Linked DNA regions of Mus musculus: regions 1, 3 and 4 are each linked to region 2. The links are chromatin contacts, called in public HiChIP or PLAC-seq and promoter capture Hi-C maps. All regions are on one chromosome and are shown on one strand. Each heading gives the region's core, a stretch centred on a gene start, on an enhancer-like site or on the middle of the called end of the contact. The rest is flanking DNA. Distances are from core to core; before and after follow the strand shown.

The links. Promoter capture Hi-C pulls out the DNA fragments that hold promoters and counts their contacts. HiChIP or PLAC-seq counts read pairs in DNA pulled down with a chosen protein or histone mark.
Region 1: a promoter capture Hi-C map of liver shows a contact between it and region 2, with 2.7 times the contacts expected there. The contact joins the promoter of C330020E22Rik here to the promoter of Col16a1 in region 2. A contact is called at or near these places in 2 of 39 promoter capture datasets (both in liver).
Region 3: a contact with region 2 is called in a FOXA1 HiChIP or PLAC-seq map of pancreatic cancer cells. The contact joins the promoter of Tmem54 here to the promoter of Col16a1 in region 2. A contact is called at or near these places in 1 of 39 promoter capture datasets (pre-B cells) and 1 of 115 datasets of contacts at active chromatin or transcription factors (pancreatic cancer cells).
Region 4: a promoter capture Hi-C map of liver shows a contact between it and region 2, with 2.8 times the contacts expected there. The contact joins the promoter of Nkain1 here to the promoter of Col16a1 in region 2. A contact is called at or near these places in 5 of 39 promoter capture datasets (cranial neural crest, embryonic stem cells, frontonasal cranial neural crest and 1 more) and 2 of 115 datasets of contacts at active chromatin or transcription factors (embryonic stem cells and pancreatic cancer cells).

What each region holds. Positions count from the first base shown.
Region 1 is chr4:129,381,386-129,384,465 of GRCm38.p6, reverse strand. C330020E22Rik (RIKEN cDNA C330020E22 gene) reads right to left here and starts at 1,747. Exons shown (of 3, transcript NR_151530.1): 1 at 1,501-1,747.
Region 2 is chr4:130,046,589-130,049,807 of GRCm38.p6, reverse strand. It overlaps Col16a1 (collagen, type XVI, alpha 1), which reads right to left and starts at 1,968. Exons shown (of 70, transcript NM_028266.5): 1 at 1,725-1,968; 2 at 69-175. The coding sequence starts at 141. It overlaps Gm12963 (a long non-coding RNA gene), which reads left to right and starts at 1,386. Exons shown (of 6, transcript XR_003955360.1): 1 at 1,386-1,400; 2 at 1,882-2,146.
Region 3 is chr4:129,103,888-129,107,382 of GRCm38.p6, reverse strand. Tmem54 (transmembrane protein 54) reads right to left here and starts at 1,853. Exons shown (of 6, transcript NM_025452.4): 1 at 1,652-1,853. The coding sequence starts at 1,667.
Region 4 is chr4:130,571,811-130,575,309 of GRCm38.p6, reverse strand. It overlaps Nkain1 (Na+/K+ transporting ATPase interacting 1), which reads left to right and starts at 1,274. Exons shown (of 7, transcript NM_025998.4): 1 at 1,274-1,481. The coding sequence starts at 1,428.

The sequences.
Region 1 (3,080 bases), core at 498-2,997, 670 kb after region 2:
CTCGGTTCAGATTCTCGCTACCCAAATGAATGATTTCATTCAGATCTATATAACACAGCTGACAAATTGTGTTTCAAGAGCTAGGGTCTCATAGAATCCAGGCTGGCCTTGAATGGAGGTGGCTCCTACAGGGCAGTAGTAACCTCTCTCTAGGTTCTGCCTCAGTTCCAGCCTTCAGGCTCCTGCCCTGGGTTTCAAAGGTGGCCTGAGATTGGTCCTTGTGAGCCAAAAGAACACTTTCCTTCCCAATTTGCTTTTTGAGACCTTCTAAGCAGTAGAGTTAAAGGCTTGTGTTACCAACAGCTGTCGATGACTAATATTTATCTCAAACAACTTACTTATTAAGATTCTAACTTAAGGGGCTGGTGAGATGGCTCAGTGGGTAAGAGCACCCGACTGCTCTTCCAAAGGTCCAAAGTTCAAATCCCAGCAACCACATGGTGGCTCACAACCACCCGTAATGAGATCTGATGCTCTCTTCTGGTGTATCTGAAGACAACTACAGTGTACTTTCATATAATAAATAAATAAATCTTTAAAAAAAAAAAAAAGATTCTAACTTAAGCAGAAATGAATTTATATTAGAAGTTCACAGGAAGAGTTCAAACACAAGGATGGAAGGCAGCCAGGAACAATAGCCAAAGTCATAGCATAACTGTCCCAGAGAGGACACCAACACTGCTCTTGGCAACCAGGGACTGCCAGCCAGCACAAGAGCATTGGACCGAGGTGATGGTGATACCATTCCAGGCATGGTCCCATGGCACCCGGAGCTACTGCTGTAACTGTCGCTGCTGCTGGGAAAGGGTCCTCTGTGGTTCTTGGGTATTGGTGTTGTAACTCCCTCTTCAAAGTGGTACATCTGATTGTCAAAGTGTACACAATGGCCTTTGTATCTGCAAGGAATTCTGGGAAATCGAGCCATTGGTATTTTCATATTCTATTGCAGAAGGTAGGCTCTACTTCCTACCAGTTAACCACAAGGTAAAGAATTCTCAAAATTATGGGTTTTGGAGGACATGCAAACAGAGAGGATGAAGATGTCCTTCTGTATGACACACATAAGGAAAGGATGAAGATGTCTGCCTCTAGCACAGAGATACCTCATTTTCAGCATCTCCAAGCTGGTTTTTATTGTCTTTATGACTCTCTTGATTCCACCAAACTAAAACTAAACAAACAGACAACATAAACTGGTCTTCTAAGCTCCTCCTTTTCTTTCTTTCTTTTCTTTTTCTTTTTTTTTTTTTTGACAGTCCCGATAGGCTGGTACTATCTATGTAGATCAAGCTGTCCTGAACCCACAGTGGTTCTGGCTACCTCTGCCTCCCAGGTACTGGGATTGAAGATGTGTGTCACTGTTGTGTGACAAAAACTCTTCCTGGGGAACACAGCATACTCCTCTCTACCCACCCAGATAGGAAACCCATGACAGGCTAAAGTACAGAAACCACCAGAGTCCAGCTTGGTGAAACAATGAACTTCATTGGGGTTACTTACAGGAATGTGGGTGATGGGCTACTTACAGCAGCAGAAATGACTGAAAGGCACCATCCAACAGGAGTGAAAGCTCACAGGAGCTGGGAAAGCAGGAGCCCACTGCAGCCTTCAGGCACCATCCAGGCCCAGCCAGCAGGAGTGACAGCCTGCAGGCTGGAGAGAGTCCTTTCCCTGGTACCTCCACTGAACTACATCTCTTCAGGACAGCTCTTCTGCTCTGAGTCTGTAAAGCTCAGCTCTGCTTCCTGCAGCAGGGAGGGACTTGGGGAATCTGTCCAGTTTCAGGGAGTTCTTGAAGTTATTTTTCTGTTGCTTGACTCCCTGAGGGATGGAATGTTTTAATCCCAGAGGGACAGTTACACAACCACCATCATGCCTGACTCTTGTTTTTGTGTTTTTTTTCAAGAGAAGATTTCTCTGTGTAACAGCCCTGGCTGTGCTGGAACTCGCTCTGTAGACTAGGCTGGCCTGGAACGCAGAGAGGACCGAGACAGGCTGACTCCATGACAGGCTTCAAACTGGTAGTTGTGGAGACTAGACCTAAATTTCTAGGCCTGGGCAAGACTGTTCAAGTCGGTTACTAAATAAAAAAAAATAATAATAATAATACCAGGCCCGGGGCAGCCAATCAGAAGCTGCCTCTCCATCGGAAGCCGCCGTACCACGTGACCACCGCAAGAGCAAAGAGTCAGGAACAGTTTCCAGGCTCCCCAGCAACAGTTTCCAGGCTCCCCCAACAGTTCTGGGAAGTCTCCAGAGCCCTAGCCAATCCCAAAGACACCCATACTCCTAGAGATCGAGCCAACCAATCAAGATAAAGGTCATCCCCCCCCCCCCCAGGAATTCTAATCTGCTTTAAATTGTGCCTGTGCGCTCACATGGGTGTCTCCATCTTGGTAAATGGTAGACCCCTGCATGCTGGACTTCTGCAGAATAAAAAAACAAAACAAAACTCTTTGCTTTTGCACACGCTAGCTATTTGAGTCTCCAGTATCATTATTCTGCTAATCACGGATCCTTGCAAGAGATCCTCCTGCTTCTGCCTCTTGAGAGCTGGATTATTGCCCTACTGGGCTAAGAGTTTTTATTCACTACTGTCTTTCTGTCTGTCTGTCTGTCTGTCTGTCTGTGTTTTTTTCGAGATAGGGTTTCTCTGTGTAGCCCTGGCTGTCCTGGAACTCACTTTGTAGACCAGGCTGGCCTCGAACTCAGAAATCCACCTGCCTCTGCTGGGATTAAAGGCATGCACCACCACGCCCGGCTTCACTATTGTATTTCAAGAGACAACAAGAAACACCTTGCACTTAGTAGGTTGATAAATTATTCTCTGCTGATGAAATCAGCCAATCCCAGCTAAATCATACAAAGGCAGGTTTATTGAGGGGGCAGCTCTTGGGTGGGTTCACTGGTCCCAAGGAATGAGACAGGGAAGTCACCATAGGGAGGGAGACAGAGGGGACGGGGAAGAGAAAGAGAAAATTCGGAAGTCCGCAGGGAGAGAGAAAATGTGGAGAAGGCAGGGAGCAAGAGGAGACCAAAATGTCTGCATCATGTAGGGAGGGGCTTCTGGGGGAGGGGCA
Region 2 (3,219 bases), core at 719-3,218:
AGATATACATGGTCACGTATGTGCAAAGACCATCTCAGGGAGTCAGATGTAGGCCTGTGTCAGCTCACCTATATTTGTCCCATGGCTGAAGGTGGCCCAGAGCCCGAGCACCCACAGGCCGGGAGCCCAGGATGTCAACATGCTGGTCCAGAGAGATCAGCTGCAGCCTCGGCACCTGACAACCAGAGACATGGGGGGTGGGCTTCAGAGTGCCCAAAAGTGTGGGTAAGTGACAGCCTTCTTGGGACCCATGTACCAGGGACTGCAGGGATAAGGGCTTGGTGTCAGTTCCTCTTAGAGGCCCCACACAAGCCTGGGGTGAGAATCTGGGCAGTAGTAATAAAGAAAATATTTAACCACCGGTATGCCCTAGACACTCACCAGCCCGAGCACAAGCCTAGCTGAAGCACAGAAGCAAGGCCCAGACAGCTTCTGCTATGTCATGAGCTTGCCGCTGGGTTGAGGAGAGGTCTAGAGGGTTCTAAAAGATCACAGAGGCAGAGAAAGCAAGGGGCCATGAGCAGAGGCAATTTATCAAAAATGTTTCACGAATCCCAGGGCTGTGTTCTGCACTGGTGCATAGTGGCCCAGTACCTGGAGAGCTGTGCTCAGCTGAGCCCAGGTTAGCCCTGCCAGGCACCTACAAGGTCAGGGGCTGAAGACTGGACTGAGTCTCTTGGCAGAGATCACAGGGCTGTGTATGAGCCAAGAAAGCTTCCCCTTGTGTGTACAGGGGCAGGAGAGCAGGTCACCAGGGCTCAGGACCCCGTTGCCAACCTCTCCCGCTGATGGATGCTCGTCTTTTTGTTTTATTAAACCCTGATGGATGGGCCCAGATAAATCAATGCAGGCTCAGCAAGTGGCCAGCAGAGTCATATATCATCTGGCCCCTTCTAGGACAGGCAGATCATGAGCACACAAAGCCATGTGTATCAATACAATACACATAGGCTTATAGGCACATAGGTGCCGGGACTGTGCAATCAAACCTAGCTGCAGGCAAGCGAGCTAAGAGACATGAGAACTGATAAGCCCAGTTTACATACATGCTCCTGTCCAGAGCCAGACTATGAGCACCCTCCAGGAGGCTCTTCTGTTGGTACTTTCTTAGGCAAGTCAGATTTTGTACGGTGCCATGCTTACTTATCTCCCTTATTGCTGGATACAGAATAAAGGATGCCTTCACGCATGCGTGTGTGTGTGTGTGTGTGTGTGTGTGTGTGTGTGTGTGTGTGTATATATATATATATATATGAGGCTGGACTCTTGGGATGGATCTGTGCCCCCACCTCAGTCATCTCCCATCCTAGGGGTGTGCATCCCCCCCACTCTCCAACCCCAGCCTGACCTTCCCTTCCTGACAGCCAGTGGAAAGGTAGCCGACTATGAGCAGCATGTGGGTGCATGTGGAGGCGTGAACATAGAGATGGGCTCAACATGTTCACCACTCTGGCTCCTACTCCCAGGCCTCAGATTGAGTGAAGGGCTTGTAGGGATGAGCTAGAGAGATGCTTCCAAGGAGACCCCGCCCCCCTCAACACAGACACAGATGGAGGCAGAGACAGCAGGACCAGCATGGAGTTTCCAGATCACCCCACGGCAGAAAAAGAGCACTGAGGCCCTCAGAGAGGGCTAGCCACTTGCCCCAGGTCACATAGCGAGTCAGTAGCAGAATATGCCCTTTCAGCTCAGAGGGAGAAGCAGCCCAGTGCTGGCCCACTTACCAACGGCCCGCGGAGCCCTTCACTGAGCAATCCTGGCAGCCCTAAGGCTGCCAGCTATGGGAAGCAGGGCCAGGGGTCCACGGCCCACAGGAGGATCCTCGATCTCTCCCTGCCAGTCTGCGCTGACCCCAGCTTTTCCACGTCCTGAGTTCTCTAGACTGAGTGCAGCGCAGCGTGCGCGCACACTCACACGCCTGCTTGCAGGAACTGCCGGCCGCTCCTGGAGAGGGAAGAGGGCGGTTCCAGGGGGCTGGGGGCCTGCCAAGAGGCTAATGGAACACAGCTGGGCCGGCCCGCCAGGCTGGAGGAGGAGGGAGACCGCGAGGGTTCGGCGGCTGCGGAGGCACTGGCCATTGGCCTGCACCGCCGCGCTCCTGGCCTGGCCCTGCGCCCGGGCCCGCCCGTCCCGCTTCCCCAGCCAGGTGAGCCTGCGGGTGAGCGGAGCAAGGCGGGACCCTGCGTGCCCAGAGCTGCCCTGGAAGGGGCGCCTGCGGCTGGCTGGCTGGCGGGAGGGAGGCCAGGCTAGGCGCGCCCGGGACCTCCTTAGTGCCCCCCCTAATTTCCTTGGCTGAGACCCCAGAAAGCTGGAGAAGACTAGAGACCCCTCCTCCATAGTCGTGGAACCCGCGACGTGGCTGCTGACCAAGCCTCGGTGGTCAGCTTTTTCCAGTGCCTGGGCCTAGCATTCCTAGGCTGTAGAACCTCTGCTTGCACTGGGAGGAGGGGATAGAGCACCACTCCCCAACCCTGTGCTAAATTAACTCCTTCTGCTCTGTCCCCATTTCTACAGAAGTAGGGTCAGGGAGTCCTCTTGGACTCCAGAAGGTTGGAAAGACTCAGATCCCTACCCCCTGCCCCCTCCCTGCTCCCTGCTTTAAGAAGACTTTTTTTTAAATTAATTTATTTTGTATGTGTATGTGCGGAACGTGTACACAGGCATAGTTGTAAATGCCATGTTGTATGTGTGGACGCCAGAGAACAATTGATGGAGTTAGCTATCTCCTTTCACAATAGGGGTTCTGGGGGAATCCCGCTAAGGTGGTCAGTCTTGGTGGCCAGCACATTTACCTGCTAAGCCATCTCCATGGCCCTCAAACTTGGTTTTGTTCTCTTTTTAACTGGATATTGAGCCTAGAGTTTGCATATTCTAGGCTAATGCTCCCCCCCCTTGGTGGTATAGTGGTATGTGTGTGTGTGTGTGTGTGTGTGTGTGTGTGTGTGTGTGATGTGTAAATTTGTGCAGGTGTACACACACATGCTTGGTGGTGGCAGCCTGTTGCCTTTAATCTCATCACTCAGGAGGCAGAAGCAGGTGGATCTCTGTGAGTTGAGGACAGCCTACTCTACAAAGTGAGTTCCAGGACAGCCAGGGCTACACAGAGAAACCCTGTCTCAAAAACAAACAAATAAACAAACAAAAAAAACAACCAAACGAAAAACCCAAACCGCTCTGTTGCTCAGGCTGGCCTTGAGCTGGTCTGGGACAGAAGCAAAC
Region 3 (3,495 bases), core at 604-3,103, 940 kb after region 2:
TTCCCTATACGTGAATGAAAACAAGAAACGGCTAAAGAATCATTAAGTGGACATTCTCTGGGCAATTGCAGGGGCCAAGGAGGCCAAGAGGACTCATAATCCTGTATTTAGGAGACTGAAGCAGGAGGATTGTTGCAAAGTCAGGACCAACTTAGTTACAGAGTGAGACTCTGCCTAAAAAAAATAAAATAAAATAAAATAATTATTTGTTTATTTTGGTGGTGTAGCCACTGGTAAGTCGCCTATGTTGCAGTAACAGCCCCCCCCCCGCCACCGAAAAAAAGAAAAATTATTGTAAGCAACCCTAATTAAACTCAGTAACACACAGAGAGAGAGAGAGAGAGAGAGAGAGAGAGAGAGAGAGAGAGGGAGGGAGAGAGAGAGAGACGGGAGGAAGAGCTTTGAGGAGCAAGGAGGAGCCTGTTACAGACTCACTGTGGACCTGGTACCAGCCTGTCCTGTTCAGAGGTAACCCCGGATTTTTTCTGCATAGAGCCAGGTGAGGTTCCCCTAACTGCTCTCCGAGCTCTCCTTTAGCTTGCAGGCCCTGGGACTGTCATCTCAGCAGAGGACAGACCATGGACTGGAAAGGCACGAGGAACTGGAATGGCCTTGTGAAGATGAACAGCTGGCCAAACAGGAAGAGGAATTGCAGCCTTGTTCCAGGGGCCTCCTGGGTCCCACCCTGTCCACCCACCCCATCCACCTACCCATCAGCCAGCCACTACTGGGCTTTGGCTGGGCTCAAGAAACAGCAGCATCTCTGGACCAAGGCTTTGGTCAGACAAGAAGGCTAGGGTTGCTTGCTTTAGTCAGAGCGCCCTAGGCTGGTTTTGGTTCTTCGTTCTCATGCTGGGAACACTGGGCAAGTGGCTGGTGTAGTGCTAAGCGTTTATTAGCAGACCGGAACTTCATCCTGGTCAAGAGGTGGGTGCAACGGTCTTCATTTTACCAAGGAGAAATAGGCATGGCTCGAAAGATGTGTGTGCTGGAGAGTGGGAACGGAACCCCTTAGATCCCAAACAGCAGAGTTTGCCCAGGGCGTGGGGGAGGGGCGCACCAGTCTACTCTGTCAAGATGCTGGCTGACTGGCCTTTCCCTCCAGCTTGGCTGGATGAGAGGAAGGTATGGAAATGGCATCTTTGTAATGCTAAGGAGCCGGGATCCTGGACCCTACATCCACATCCCCATCTCTTCATCTCTCAGCATCTCTTCCCCTACCGGCGGATCCCGAAGCCTATCTAGCCTTGCCCCTTAGAAAGGAAAATAGGGCCAGGAGCTGGGGGTGCCACTGGCCCCACCAAAACCAGGCTTACTCAGAGCTGGGCCTCAGTGCCACAAACCTGGAGCCCCCAGCTGCTGGTCGTGGCGGAAGGAGTTCTAAGTTCTAAGTTAGAGTGAGCTAAGTACTGAGCTCTGGGCTAGTCCCTGAGCCTCGAAATGTTTAGGCTGGTGTGTAGCTCAGTGGTAGAGCACTTGCATAAAGGAAATAAAACCCAGCCGCTTGTCACCCCGCTTCTAAGGAAACTTAGGCTTGAGAGGAAAGTGACCTGAAGCAGGCCAGTACGTGAAGCAGGGTTGGGTGAAGCAGGCGGCTTGACTTCGGGTTGGGGTCCCCCCAGGAGTGGGTCTCCCGTTTGCCCCAGCTCACCTATGCGCAGACACATGTTGATCCCGGCCAGTGGCCCCGCGCTGGTCTCAGCGGGGTCTCGCTTCCATCCTTCTCCTCCGCGGCCTGCGCTCCTCTTCCCGCCCAAGCAGGCTCCTGGCGGCTCCCTTCCCTGCACCCCTCAGTCGCCCAGCCCGGCGTCCTGCGCGCGTTGCCGAGGCCGGTCGGACCGGCTGGGCGACCCCGGGACTGTGCGGCTGAGTCACGGCCACGCCCCTGCTGCTGAGCCAGGCGCCCGGCGCCAGGCCGCCCTCGTTCCTCCTCGCACGCCCATTCCACCGATGGACATTGAGGCTCTAAGGGGTCTCCATCGGCCGTGCTGGGAGCTGGTGGTGTTAGCATGTGAGCGCGACCCCGGATGGTGGTGATGGTGGTGGTGGTGGTGGTGAACAAGACACGGGCACATGGGCCAGGATGGAAGCTGGGAGTGAGCAGGAGCAACCAGGGGTCTGCTTTTTTAATCTACTGTGTGACTTCAGAACAATCGCTTTCCCTCGCTGGGTCTTCCTTTTTCTGGCGGAGGTGCCTCCTGGTCTCAGTCAGGTCTTCCATGTTGAGCAAGGTGCTTTTCCTTTCGGTCTTGGCGGTGGTGGGGTGATCTGTTTGCTCCTTGGAAAATCAAGGGTAATAATTCTTGTTTCCTGATATAAGGAAATGCAGCTATTAAATAAATTAATAAATAGATAGATAAATAAATAAATTGTAGGGATCAATGAGATGGCTCAGCCAGTAAAGTCCCTTAACCCTATAACCCGATAGCCTGATAGCCCCAGTTCCATCCCTGGGACCCACATGGAAAGGAGAGAACCGACTCCTGAAAGTTGTCCTCCGATTTCCACTGGAGCAGAATATGGCACTGACATACTACAGCACAAACATCTCTCTCTCTCTCTCACACACACACAGAGGTACACACACAGAGGCACACACATACAGAGGGGCGCGCGCGCGCACACACACACACACACACACACACACACACACACACACACACACACACACGACAGAGCCTCACTATGTACTATGTAGTCCTAACTGTCCTGGAACTCACTGTATAGACCAGGCTGGTCTTGAACTCACAGAGATCCTAGAATGTCTATTGTGGGGGCTGCCGAGTTGGCATTGGGTTATATCAAGTGTTAGATGGACTCTTGCTTCGTGATAGTGTCCCTGATGCAGACACAAGTCCTGTCCTCCTCCTTTGGGTTCAGATAGCTGGACACTCACATAGGACCATTTAGCCAGAGTGGTGAATAAACAGGTGGAACGCTCCCAGCCACATCTCTGCCAAGTATTCTGCCTTGGCCAAAGCACAGCACCTCCCTGGACCACCGAGGTCTTTGCAGCAGGCGTAACTGGTCTATTCTGTACCAGATCTGTTCTGTAGCCCATCAGCATAGTCTCCATGGACGAGGCTGTCCTGATGTCTACAGGTTCTCAGAGCCTGGTGACTGTGTGCCTATAGTGTCACCTGTAGTGACACCTCCTGTGTGCCTTGTGTCACCTGGATCAGCACATTCAGCTTCTAGCAGCAGGGGAGGGAGCTGAAGCCCCGGTGCTGTGGGCAGGACAACCGCAGGTCAGGCAGGCAGCTCTGGTCATTCCCAGCGGGTTGGTAAGTGGGCTTTCTTATCAGCTGACTTCTGAAGGGGACATTGTGCAATGGCGAAGGATAAGGAGACAGGATGGATGGAAGGGAAGATGGAGGCAGGTCATTAAGCCATTAGCTGGCGTCTTCCCTAGTGGGCATTAAATGTTATGTCCATGGGCATCTTTTAGCGGTCACTTAGCCAGCTGTTAGCCCTATTGCAAATGGCTACAGGCTC
Region 4 (3,499 bases), core at 25-2,524, 530 kb before region 2:
GCCAGGCCTTGGGTCTGTGGCATTTGGGACATTCAAGAGCCTGGCAGAGCTGGTCAGAGCCTAGCAGAACCCAGTCACTGTAAGGAGAGAGGCATCATGTGTCCAGTGCTTGGGTCGGTGAGGGCTTCTGAGCACACTGTCAGCATGGAAGAGAGAACTGACATGGGCTCACCCGAAGCCTCCAGGGGATCCAGTGGGGACCGGGCTGGCGCTTCCTTTGTGGGAAACAGGACTCTTTGGAGACTTTGATAAAAGCTGGGTCCCAGTCCCCACGTAAAGTTATGCTCTGGGTATAGAGTCTGGGACAGACTCCAGGAAGCCTAGCTAATCATGGAAACTGGCTGGACACAGCTGCCATTCCCTAACAGTGGCTGAGAAGAGTCCCCACTGTTATCCCAGTTGCTTTTTGGTGGTGTGTGCGTGTGTGCATGTGCTTGTGTGTGTGTTTAGTGTGCGATGGTTGATTCTGGGAATACCTGGGGGGCCTTTTGTTTTGTCACTGTTGAGAGTACTAGGATCAAATCCAGGGCTTTTCTATCCACTTGTCTTGCGTGTTTTAAAACGCGTTTATCTGGAATTTGGGAGGCTGAAGCAGGAGGATCTCTGAGAAGCCAAACTGGGGACCGGACTATTCCGGTCCCTGAGCTATGAAGAGTCAAGAGAACGGAAGACCGCTTCAAGCGCACTCTGGCTTTCATAAACCCAAGATATACCAGGTTCTGAAGGAAAGACAGAAAGAAGAAAATGTGGCCGGGAAACCAGGAGGGCTGGCGAGCTGGGCTGAAAACTCAAATGAAAATAAAGGGCAAAGTTGGAACTCCAGGGTAGGGTGGCTCCAACTCCCTCAGCTGGCCAAGCTAAGGGCTACTGTTGGGTTTACAGGACTGCATCCAAGAGACTTTTTTCCTACTTTGCCCCTGAGGCCCCTGGGCGGGGGTGGTCCAGAGAGGTAATGTGATCTGCCCAAGGTGACACGGCTAAGGAACAGCAGTCTGGACGCGACCCAGAGCTGCCAGCGCGCAGGACCCGCACTCTTCCACTTCGCTCCACGCCCCTCCCCTCCCCCGCCCCCTCGCTCTTCCGCCCCTCCCTCGCCTCCCTCCGGGGTGGCGGCCGAGCCACGTGGTGGGCCGGGAAGCGGCGGCTGCCGAGCGCCCGGGCGGCTGCCCCAGCTGGGCAGTGCTGCACCGCGCCGCGCTCGGTGCCTGCGGGGGCCGCTGCGCGCTGGCCGGCGCCGCGGGCGGGAGGTGTGCCGACGGCCGGCCGCAGACAAAGGAGGCGCGGCGGAGCCCGCGCGGACCGGGCGCACCATGCACTTGGGGTGCGGCCGGCCGGCCGCGGCTCTGGAGACCCGGCCCTAGTCGCCGGCCCCACCGCCCCGGGGCGCCATCGAGACGACGCGGCCCCGCGCGGCGCGAGGAGGAGCCATGGGCAAGTGCAGCGGCCGCTGCACGCTGGTCGCCTTCTGCTGCCTGCAGCTGGTGAGCCGCGCGGAGCGGGGTGGGGCGGCGGCGGTGCGTGGGCGCCACCCGGGGTGCGGGGTGGCCGGGCGGAGTCTGCCCCGCGCGGGCCGGCTTGTCCCTTTGTGTGCGCTCCTCGCCTCAGCCCCGCGCTCGCGCGCACGGTCCAACGCTCCCGGGTTGCACGCGTCGGTTCGCAATGGGTGCGTGGGCTCCCGCTGGGGGGCTGCGCCCCAGGACTGTGGCTCCCTTGGGGCTGGGGGTGTGTCCGAGGCTGGTCTGTGTACTCGGAGAGGTCCCTGCCCGAATGTTCCCCTCCAGATCGCTGATTCCGTGGGTACCTCATCCCTCTGGGCTCCGCCCCTGTGAGCGTTTCTCACAAAGTCTCTTTCTGCTCCTGTATTATGTCTCTGGAATGTTTTTAGATCTCTGGCCATTTCTGCTTCTTGTTTGGGTGGTGGGACCTGAGACTCTTTGAGAACCCTCGGCCGTCCTTTGTGCTGCTTTCCTGCCTCCCAGCACCCTCCTGACTGGGTGGCCAGGGATGGAGAACTACCTCCTTGAGGGGGGTGATCAGGAATTGATGTATCACGGGCCAGCCTAACCTGGCAGGCACCGGACTCACTCTGTGGTTCTCTTTAGTCTGACCACCGAGTCCTCCAGCGTCCCATGAGCCATCTGTTCTATCAGCAGCGGGTGAGGTGGGGTCAGGTAAAGAGTTCCCTGGTCCCATTGGATGAGGACACTTGAGTGTCTTGGGAAGAATCAGAGCATCTCGGGGCTCTGTGCTGGCCCCAGTTTGGGGGAAAATGAGGTCTTTAACTGGAGGGCAACAGAGTGAATCCGGAGGCTAAGAGTAGCTGAGGTCCTTGCCTATGTATTGGGAGGGTGATAGAGAAGAGACGGGGGTCTCCTGCCTCCCTTGGAACTGTGTTATGCTTCTACTCAAGACACTGTTGTGTAGGAACTGCTGATAGCATCGGGTCTGTGGAGGAGCCTGGGGCCTCATTCCTATGGGTCCCGTGGTCTGGATCTGCCTTCCGGCCAGCACCTGCTCCTCCCCACAGGTGCGCAGGGTGGTGGGAAGCTTTGAGTGAGATGTGCTGGTGGCCTCTGTCCTCTCACCTTTCCTTGAGTCACCGGCCCTGCGGCGCCTGCTGTTCACAGCATCGTCCTCTTGGGCCATGCTAGAACCTCCTCTCCTCCCACATTGGTGTGTTGGTGTTTTGCCCCTCAGAAGGCCACCTGGTCTGTCAGGCGTCATTCTCAAGGACGGCAGAGGGGCTTAATCACCACCAGGTAGGATGGAAACTCCAAAAGGGCAGAGACAGCTCATTTTGTTCCTGCTAAAACCCCAGCAGCTGGGCAGCCCTTGACACCTCATTAATATTTGTAAACTAAACGAAGAACTGGTTATTTGGCAGATCTGGGCTCACAGTAGAAATATTCTCCGTTTTCTATTTTTAGGACCATAAAAATGCCAAGAAATCTTCAAACTTTTTTTTTTTTAGAGAATTCCTTTTCTTTAATTAAAAAAAAAAAAGGTTTATTTTTAAAAATTTTGTACATCCGTGTCTGTGTGTGTGAGTGCAGGTGCCCACGGCATCCTGAAGAAGCCATCAGGCCCACTGGAGCTGGGGTTACAGGTGGCGTGTGCTTAGACTCTAACTCGGGCCCTCTGTAAGAGCAGAGCGTTCCTAACGGCTGAGCCATCTCCAGCCTCAAGGATGTCTTCCTGGTTTTGTTGGCTTGTTGTGTTTATTGTTCTTGTATGTTTGAGAAATGTTCTAACTCTTCCGTCCAGGCTGGTCTTGAACTTTGAGCCATCCCCCTGCCTCAGTACCCTGAGTGAGGCTGGAGTTTCAAGATGTCTAGCTTAAGTTTTAAACTATATATTTTTGTTTGTTTGTTTTATTTTGTTTCAAGACAGGGTCTCACTATGTAGCCCTGGCTATCCTGAAATTCACTCTATCGACCAGGCGGGCTTCGAACTCACAGAGCTCCATGTACCTCTGCCTCCTGAGTGCTGGGATTAAAGG